Linked DNA regions of Mus musculus: region 2 is linked to region 1. A link is a contact called in public Hi-C data. All regions are on one chromosome and are shown on one strand. The core of a region is the stretch at or near the end of the contact, and the rest is flanking DNA. Distances in the headings are between cores, read along the strand shown. Region 1 overlaps Asb18 (ankyrin repeat and SOCS box-containing 18). Region 2 has its middle 9.4 kb from the start of Gm34930.

Region 1 (4,349 bases), core at 1,231-3,730:
AAGAGAGCAGCATCCTGCTCCCTGTGTGAGACTCATAGAAAACAATCAGGCTGAGCATGCAATTTGTCTCAAGAGGCAGAAGCTGCAATTTCACCATGTCATTAAATCCCCAGGACAGTTGCAAAGAAAACTTGGCCTCCTTGGGAATGCAAGGCTCTGTGATAGGCTCTCCCGCACTGTCCCCAAGGTCTACAAATGTCCTGCCAGAATTGGTGCCACATGGTCCTGCACAAGGAGTCTTTGGTGTCTCCATTCTGCACTCAGCCACAGTGGCAACTCATATTCAAGGGCACCTTTGCATCCTGGGCACCAAACAAGCACTCCTGGGCTGTCGGTGAACATGGTGCTTGACCGTTGGCTGTGTTCCCATCCGTGACAAGGCTGGACCTTGTCACTTTACATTGTCTGTGTTGCGCTGTGTGGCACGTAGGGAAAGTAATCGGGACAATAAGTTACAGGGGTGGTTTGTTCCCTCCCCTGTATTGTGTTCCTCCGCACGGAGGAAATGAGATTTCTTAATAATGTGAGATTGGTACAGATAATTTAAGTCATTATTAATAGATACACTTGATCTGAGGAAGTAAATGTTTTAATGTTTTGTTAAATGAGGTGTGCCGTGTTCACATTGTCATGCAGAGGAGAGGTTAAGGCACTTTGACACTCTTCGTATTAATGTCTGTGTGACTAACTTGCCTTAGATGTGTCCCGGAAGTCTAAAATTGAGCTTTATGTACCTGCCAGACTTCCTATTTAAAACAATAATGATAAAAATCAGAGCAGAATGTGGGATGAAGGCAGGTGGCCTTCAGGAACTGCCAGCAAGAATATGATCAGAAAAGGATCGTGAACGAAGCCTGTGATCTGGCCTGCAGCTGAGACACCATCAGCCTAAGGCCCAGCGGAATCTAGAAGGTGTACTAGCTACTTCTCTGTTGCTGTGATAAAATGCCATGACCAAAAGCACTTTATTTTGGCTTTTGCTTCAGAGGGGTTCAGGCTGTCAGGGTGGGGATAGTGTGGCAATGAGCAGCTGGAGCAGGAAGCTGTGAGATCACACAGGATGCTGAGAGAGCAAACTTGAAGAGGGGTAAGGGTATAAGCTCTCCAAACTCACTCCCAGTGACAAACTTCCCACAGTAGGGCTCCATGACCTCCCCAAAGGGCACTGCTGACTGGCAACCAACTGTTTAAATACCTGAGCCTAGGGGAGACATTCGTCATTCAAACCACCACAATGGCCATTTATAAAAGGGGCACGCTGACTGGGCCAGCAATACAAATGAGCATGTTCAAACGAACAGGCATAGACTCTGGTGTATCACACACTGACTTCTGGCCCCTTCGACCTGTCCCTTACTCAGACACTTGACCCCAGCAGGGAGCCAGGCACTTTCCAGTGGTCCAGGAAGGAAGCCAAGCCTTGGCTTTACTGAGAGTGGGGAAATGATGGGGCCTCCTGCTGCTTCGGAAGCTCTTCCCTGTGCCTGGGACACACAGAAAGTTGCTACTGAAGAGAAAGGGGCCAGCCATGTCACCAGGCCTCCCAGCACTCAGCATTCAGACCTGGCTGGATTGTCCCACCAAGTCCCAAGAGTGCAAATATTCACTTGCTCTTTGGGAAGGGAAAACATGATCCTGTGTCAGCTCGGACACAGGAAACCAAGATCCTGGTACAGCAAGGAGATAGGAATCACCCTCAAACTCCATCATGTGTGCAACCCGGGGCCATCTGAATGTGGAGTCCACCATCACTGGATCTAGAGGCAAAATAATAATAATCTCTCTCATTAGCTGTCTCCATGACAAGAAGCAGTTAGAAAAGACTAATTTTTATCCCTTCTGTGGATAAAGCATCATACTTACTATTTAAATCTCAAGTATCTCTGCAATATGATATTCAGGTAGGGTGAAAAGATGGCTTCTCACTCTGTCATTCAGACAGAAGCTGGGCGTCCCTGCCTGCTTAGATTTTTCTTTTCCTCGACATCCATTCACTCCGCACTCTGCCTTTTCACTTGTATAGCACTCTGCCAGGGTTTACCGTACAAACAAGGTGGCAACCTTTGCTGGTTCTTCTGAAGAAATAAAACTACTAAATCTGCTGACTTGGGGCAAATGAAATTCATTACTAACCCTCTCTCCAGGAGAAAACAGCATTCAGGAGCATTTCTAGGTAGGACCAGCTCCCTGGGCAGGTGGAGAGGGGGAACCTCACTTGCAAGAAAAGAGGGAAGATTTCATGGTGACACCAGAGACTCAGACAGGAAGAGGAACTGAAGAGAGTGGTCTCCTAAGCTGTGAGGTGTGACCACCTCACTCCCATCCTCAGTGTAACTGCTAATGTGGATAAATGTTAAGTTAGCAACCTAACTGGGAAACAAGATGCTAGCTAAGAAAAGTCAGACCAACTGTGGGCCAGTGTAGAGGCAGAACCAGATGTACGCAAGCTCATATCAGGGATCAAAGGGGACCATGGGCAGCAAAGCACTGTTGCTTGTGGACTCCAGGAAGGACTCTGGGTTCTGACAGCCAAAGTAAGTGAACTTGAACTGACCCTTTGTTGACACAAGTCAGGTCTCTACAAACATGCTTTGATGGTTTAAAATAACTCCAGATAGCTTGCTGCATCTGTGTCACCTAAATTTGGGCGCAAACATCAGTATGCCTTTGGCACCAATTACCTCTAAACTACCCATCGAGAAAGTGAAGCCTCTAGAGACATAAACAGGAGGACCCGGACAGTGAACAGCAGTCCGAGACCCCTGAGTCACAAGAAACAGGTCCTCTATGCCTGGATTTTCCCCAACGGCTTGGATCACAGACGGAATCAGCCACTGCTCTGGCTGGCTGAGATCATTTGGAGCCGATTGCTTCATGCTCGCCGTTTCCCCTCCGTATATTCACATGGATCACCTGAAAGCAGCACCTGCAGTGTCCCCAGCCAAGCATGGTCTCAACCTGGCTGCAGATAGAAGTGCTCAGACAGTTCCTAGGGTCCCGATGTTCAGGCGGCATGCAGCCCAACCCAGCACAAGTCTTCAGGCTGGGGTCCTGGCATCCTGCCTTTTGTAGCTCCTCAGGTGATTCTATTCGGCAACTAAAGTATCAGGCACTGCTCTGAGGCCTCATGTGTGGTGCTTCTCCACCAGGAATCACTCAGAGTTTCTTTTTAAAAGAACTGTAGTTTATCATCTTCCCTGAAGCTTTCAGAATACCACCCCTCTCAGGTTGAAGTGCACACACCCTTTACCTCAGCCCACTGCACAATAACAGTCACATCCCAAGTCCTGCTCACCCAATGGGCTCCTACTGACCCCCAGACCTACAACTGACACCCCTGTTCTGAAACACCCCAGACCGTCTTTTTTTCCTAATCCAGTGGAGATTTTTGCAGACCTGGTGTGATGTCTGCCAGTTTAAGAACTCTCAATTTGTTCTGTATTTAAAACAAAACCACAGTCTCTGGTCCTTCTGTTTTACCATAGTCCCTCAAGGTTTGATCAGATTTTCAGCAACTTATACACAAATTTACATTTAAAAGAAGTTGGCTTTCTGTGTGGACCAGACTTGGAAAAGAAGGCAAAGCCAGAGTGGAATCTTGGGGCTGTGCATTGGTTTTGACTAAGTTGAAAAGGATAAGGATGAGCAAGTGGGTCCATCTGCCCAGACCAGGTGTGCAGGCCAGCTGTGCCAGCCAGCTGTGCAGGCCAGCTGTGCAGGCCAGCTGTGCATAGGCAGGGTCATTTAGAGGTGGAGGGGGTGAAGAGCCTAACCCAGGACACGGGGTCAGAAAGGAGTGTCACTCACACACCAGGGGACTGCTCACAGCTTTGGGGAGGAAGACTAAGCGGCTCCTGTTGGGGGTCTTCCAAACATGAATTTCTTGTCCTGTGTGATCCCCGCAGATGGGATTTTCATCTCTGAACCCCCAAAACCTTACGAGACACCCTAAAATGTAACCACGTTCGGTTAACAACTCGGGGGAAGAGTGGGTTGCTTTCTAGGTTGGTTGGTTTGTTTATTTAATGAAATGGTCAACAGTGCTTCTATATTTGTAATAATAATAATAATAATAGCTTGTTATTATCATAATTATCATCATTATTCAGCTCTGTGCCAGGTTTGTGAAGTCATCTTCATGTCCCACTTGCTAAGGTGCCCTGTCTGCCTGGAGTTATTTTTAAAGCCCTACTCCCTAGCTACTGAATTCCAGCTCAGACACTGAGGGAACTAAAACACATGGAGGCTAAATTTAGCCTAGAGCACAGCCCATTTTTATCCCGAGCCTCACCTCTGACCCTCTTAAAAACATCCAATGACAGATTCCAACAGGCTGGAAAACACCCTCC
Region 2 (4,165 bases), core at 271-2,770, 240 kb before region 1:
ATTTTGGTCGTTTCGTAGAGTGACTATTGGGGCTACAGCTGAGATGCTGCACTACGTAGCAGTGACTGGAGCAGGGGAGGAAAGGCCCAAACCATTCAGGGTCATTCGCTGGAGGCTTAATGCTGGCCTCTGTGGCCTGTGGGTTGAGGACTCTCCCAAGGACTCCATGCTGAGGAGTCCTGACCCAATGATGCACTTCTGGACACACTGGCTCTGTGAAAAGATAGAACTTCTGAAGTGAAACAAAAGGATAGTGTTTTTGAAATAATAATCTCTCTCTCTAAGCTGGTCTTTTTGTCTTCCTTTAGAAAAAAATGTCTATGTGTCAGATATGATTATTTTGCCGCTGTGGGAAACTGGCCCTTGGCAGGGCATTGCTCATTTGCTGGCCTTGGCAAATGCCAACGTTGGAGAGACTTCGAAGAGGAAAAAGAATCAGTGCGGCAAATGGTAGGGTTGACTCAGCCTTGGAGCCTAGCGTGAAGGGATGGATGAGAAGCTAGCCAGGGACCAGAGGCTGTCACCAAACAGTGGTATCTGCTCTAGATAGAGTGTGGAGAGGGTAAGGAGAGTCCTAGAGTGAAGAGAGAGGACTTAACAGCCAGACCTCCCACCCCCAGGGCCAGCCTTAGGTTCTCCCAGCCTTAACATCTGTCCACAGGGAAGTCAGGTGAAGAAAATCTAAGTCAGCAAAGCATCAGCAAGAATTCACCAATAACCCTGGCTCTCCACACCAACTCATCTGGTCCAGCCATGCCTTCTACTTTGATCAGCATCCCTGGTCTCTCTGGGCATCTAAATGTGCTCCAAGCAGTCAAATGTCAGGGACTCACAGAAACCCTGGGGTACCACATCTAAGCTGTTCTTTAATTGCATGGAGAAGTGATTAAAATTTCATCCCTGACATCGGGGAACTGGCCACCTAATGCAGAAGGGACACTGAAAGGACATCACAGTCAGACACAATTAAATCATAATGTGTGCCATTCAGCAACCTTTCCAGGCTCCAACAACCTAACAGGCTGTGGACAAGATGTCTGGCTCCCAAGATCACTCCACATTTGACCCAATGGAAGACCCCACAATCACAAGCTTGCCAAGTGCTAGTCCCCAAGAACCAAGGCGGCTGTTGCGTTCTCTGTATTGGGTAACACTGAATGATTGGCAGTAGCTCTCTTGACACTAAATGTGAAGGACTCTGAGCTCACCACATTGACCTCACAGCTTATCAGCACAGCCTGTGTCCCTTAAGACTAACGTGGGGTATGAGAAACACCCTATGAAGTTTGTCTGGCCTCTGGGCATAGACCATCCAAGATCATTAGCAAAACTAATTTGGACCTGATTAGTCCACATAAACTACCCACCACCAAAGAGCAGGCTGTGTTTGGACTGATTAATAATTGTTACTGAAGCTGGCTGTAATTAGTTATATAATTCTGAGCAGGGTGACTCTAATTCCACTGAGCTGACATCACAAGCCTGAAGCATTAGCAAGGGTTGCTTTCCAAACGCTGGTAGGTATGACCACATGCTCATGTGCTTTCACCCTTGTGTTTGAACTAAGTCCAGGGCCACAGGCTTGCTATCAACTTGACATTGTTTTAACAAGGCTTTTATGGAACCAATGCCACGAGCGTTTCTTTCTTGGCAAACCCAAAGCCTGCTCCAGAACTCCATAGCACCCGCTTCTGGGTGGCGTATTTTATGCTGGCTGCCTTTCCCACCTACCCCAGTGAGGCATGCTGGCAGCAGCTGTCTCTGATACTCGCTATGCCCAGGGCATTGCTTTCCCTCTCAGTTCTTTATTCTCACGGAGCTTCAGTTTCAGAGTACTTCTGCAGCTGCTGCCGATCTGAGGGGAAGCGTGAGACCCTACCTCTCAGAAGTTCATCTCCTGTGGTGGGTCAGAGTCTAGAAGCTCTGCGTCTGTCTGCCTCCATCAGTGATGTACAGGCCACTTCTTGCTAATTCCTCCTAGATCGTACCAGAAAAAAAACCTATCCTGCTCTACTCCCAAGAAAGGTCTTGGAGTGGGGCAATGAGAATGGCCCCCACAGGCTCATGTGTTTGAATATTTGATCCCCAGTTGATGGAACAGTTTGGGAAGGATTAGGAGGTGTGGCCTTGATGGAGGAAGTATGTCACTAGAACAGGTTTTGTTTTAAAAGCTCACAGCACCCCCAGTCTCAGTCTCAGCAGAAACTCATGCTTGTGAACCAAGATGTAAGCTCTCAGCTACCTGCTCCATAGCCATGCCTGCTGTCTGCTTCATGCTCCCTACCATGATGGTCATGGACTCTAGCTCTCTGAAGCTGTACACCAGCCCCCTCGGTCATGATGTCTTATCAAACCAATAGACAAGTAACTACAATGTTGATCATGAGAGAAAATAATCAAAATATATTATATGCATGGATGAAGACACCATAATGAATCCTACTGTTTCATTCAATTAGCATATGCTATTTGAAAGAGAATGGGGAATGGGAAGCCACAGTGGGAAACAGTGAATTAAGATTGTCACTGTTAGGATTCCTGATCCATGGGGTCTGATCACTAAATGCAATATTCATATCTATGTTAGTGTCTCTAAATCAGCCACCTCCCAAGCCATGGTCCTTCATCACTTGCTTCCCAGACTAGCCTCTCACACAGGGACAGCTCCCTTCGAACCATTGCTTTAGCTTGAAAATGGGATCTTATGCAGATAGTTACAGAGTGTTTCTGACTTACTCAACCATTACTGTATTTCCCCCATTTCTGTCCCAACACAGGCAGGGCAGTAGTACCAATCTATGTGCAACGATTGGATTCTTTGAAAGAGTCAGGTAAAAGTGGCCCAAACAAATGAGAGAATGACATTGGTGATTAGCAGTCACCAAGTCTAGTCTTGCAATTAAAAGAGGCAGGGACAGCCCATGGGCTTCCTCCCCTCCATACCTCTGAAATTTCCCCATTGAGTAATTAAAAAAACAAAAACAAAAACAGGGGAGAGATTCTGTGGCTGGGTTACAAAATACTCCTGGTGTCACTACAGAAAATGAGTAACAAAGGTTTCTGTAAGTAGGTCACAGTAGGACATGAACTCTGCTTGACCCCGGAAAGTGGCTGTCTTAGTCAGGGTTTCTATTCCTGCACAAATATCATGACCAAGAAGCAACTTGGGGAGGAAAGGGTTTATTCGGCTTAGACTTCCATGCTGCTGTTCATCACCAAGGAAGTCAGGACTGGAACTCAAGCAGGTCAGGAAGCAGGAGCTGATGCAGAGGCCATGGAGGGATGTTCCTTACTGGCTTGCCTCCCCTGGCTTGCTCAGCCTGCTCTCTTATAGAACCCAAGACTACCAGCCCAGGGATGGCAACACCCACAAGGGGCCTTTCCCCCTTGATCACTAATTGAGAAAATGCCTTTAGAGTTGGATCTCATGGAGGCATTTCCTCAACTGAAGCTCCTTTCTCTGTGATAACTCCAGCTGTGTCAAGTTGGCACAAAACTAGCCAGTACAGTGGCAAAAGACGGCATGTGTCATGAATGAACAATGCAATTTTATTATTCTCCTGTGTTTTAGAAGAGTACTAACCAGGTGATTTTTTTCATGAAGAAGTATCAATGAGAAGAGAGAGCTGTTGAGTGACAGAGTAAAAAACCACAATTGTTGATGCTGATAACTGGGTCTTCAAGATAAACCAGCTCAACGCTTTTATACTCTGCTTTATAGCAATGACGTGGGACTCCTTGGGTAGAGGCAGGGACAATAGGATTGTCCATTTCCCCAGCCTCCACCTTAGCCAGGGCAGCTTCGACGCTTCAGCTTTTGTTTGCACTTAATTCCATCCAATGAAAACATTATTTCTCTAAACAGTTGTAATGGTTTGAGTGAGAAACGTCCCCTATAGGCGCATGTACTTGAACATTATTTGGTCCCTAGTTGGTGGTGATGTTGGTGGGGAGTTGTGGAAAGATACAGCCTTGCTAAAGGAAGTATGTTACTGGGGGGCGGGCTTTGATAGTTCATAACCTCTCCCCACTTCCTGTTTGATCTTCTGTGATCTGCCAGTGGATGGAAACATGAAATCTCTGATCTTCCTGTTCTGACCAGGTGCTGCCAAGCTTTCCATGGTGGACTCTCTGCCTGGAACTATCAATCAATCAATCAATCAAT

What was found. Hi-C and Micro-C count contacts between places; a contact is called where the count stands out from the background.
Region 2: a Hi-C map of cardiomyocytes shows a contact between it and region 1, with 2.0 times the contacts expected there. The contact joins two enhancer-like sites. A contact is called at or near these places in 5 of 39 promoter capture datasets (embryonic stem cells and pre-B cells), 1 of 484 Hi-C or Micro-C datasets (cardiomyocytes), 1 of 115 datasets of contacts at active chromatin or transcription factors (embryonic stem cells) and 1 of 9 other capture datasets (pancreatic islet).

Annotation. Positions count from the first base shown.
Region 1 is chr1:89,998,237-90,002,585 of GRCm38.p6, reverse strand. The region is part of intron 1 of Asb18 (ankyrin repeat and SOCS box-containing 18); the gene reads left to right. Among named protein-coding and RNA genes, the nearest start is that of Gm34616, 4.2 kb to the left of the region's middle. Within about 2 kb of position 2,480, at least 4 of the 459 cell types and tissues checked have an H3K27ac peak or open chromatin away from gene starts, as enhancers often do. A contact at or near this core is called in cardiomyocytes, where this site is marked.
Region 2 is chr1:90,235,741-90,239,905 of GRCm38.p6, reverse strand. No RefSeq gene overlaps it. Among named protein-coding and RNA genes, the nearest start is that of Gm34930, 9.4 kb to the left of the region's middle. Within about 2 kb of position 1,520, at least 13 of the 459 cell types and tissues checked have an H3K27ac peak or open chromatin away from gene starts, as enhancers often do. A contact at or near this core is called in cardiomyocytes, where this site is marked.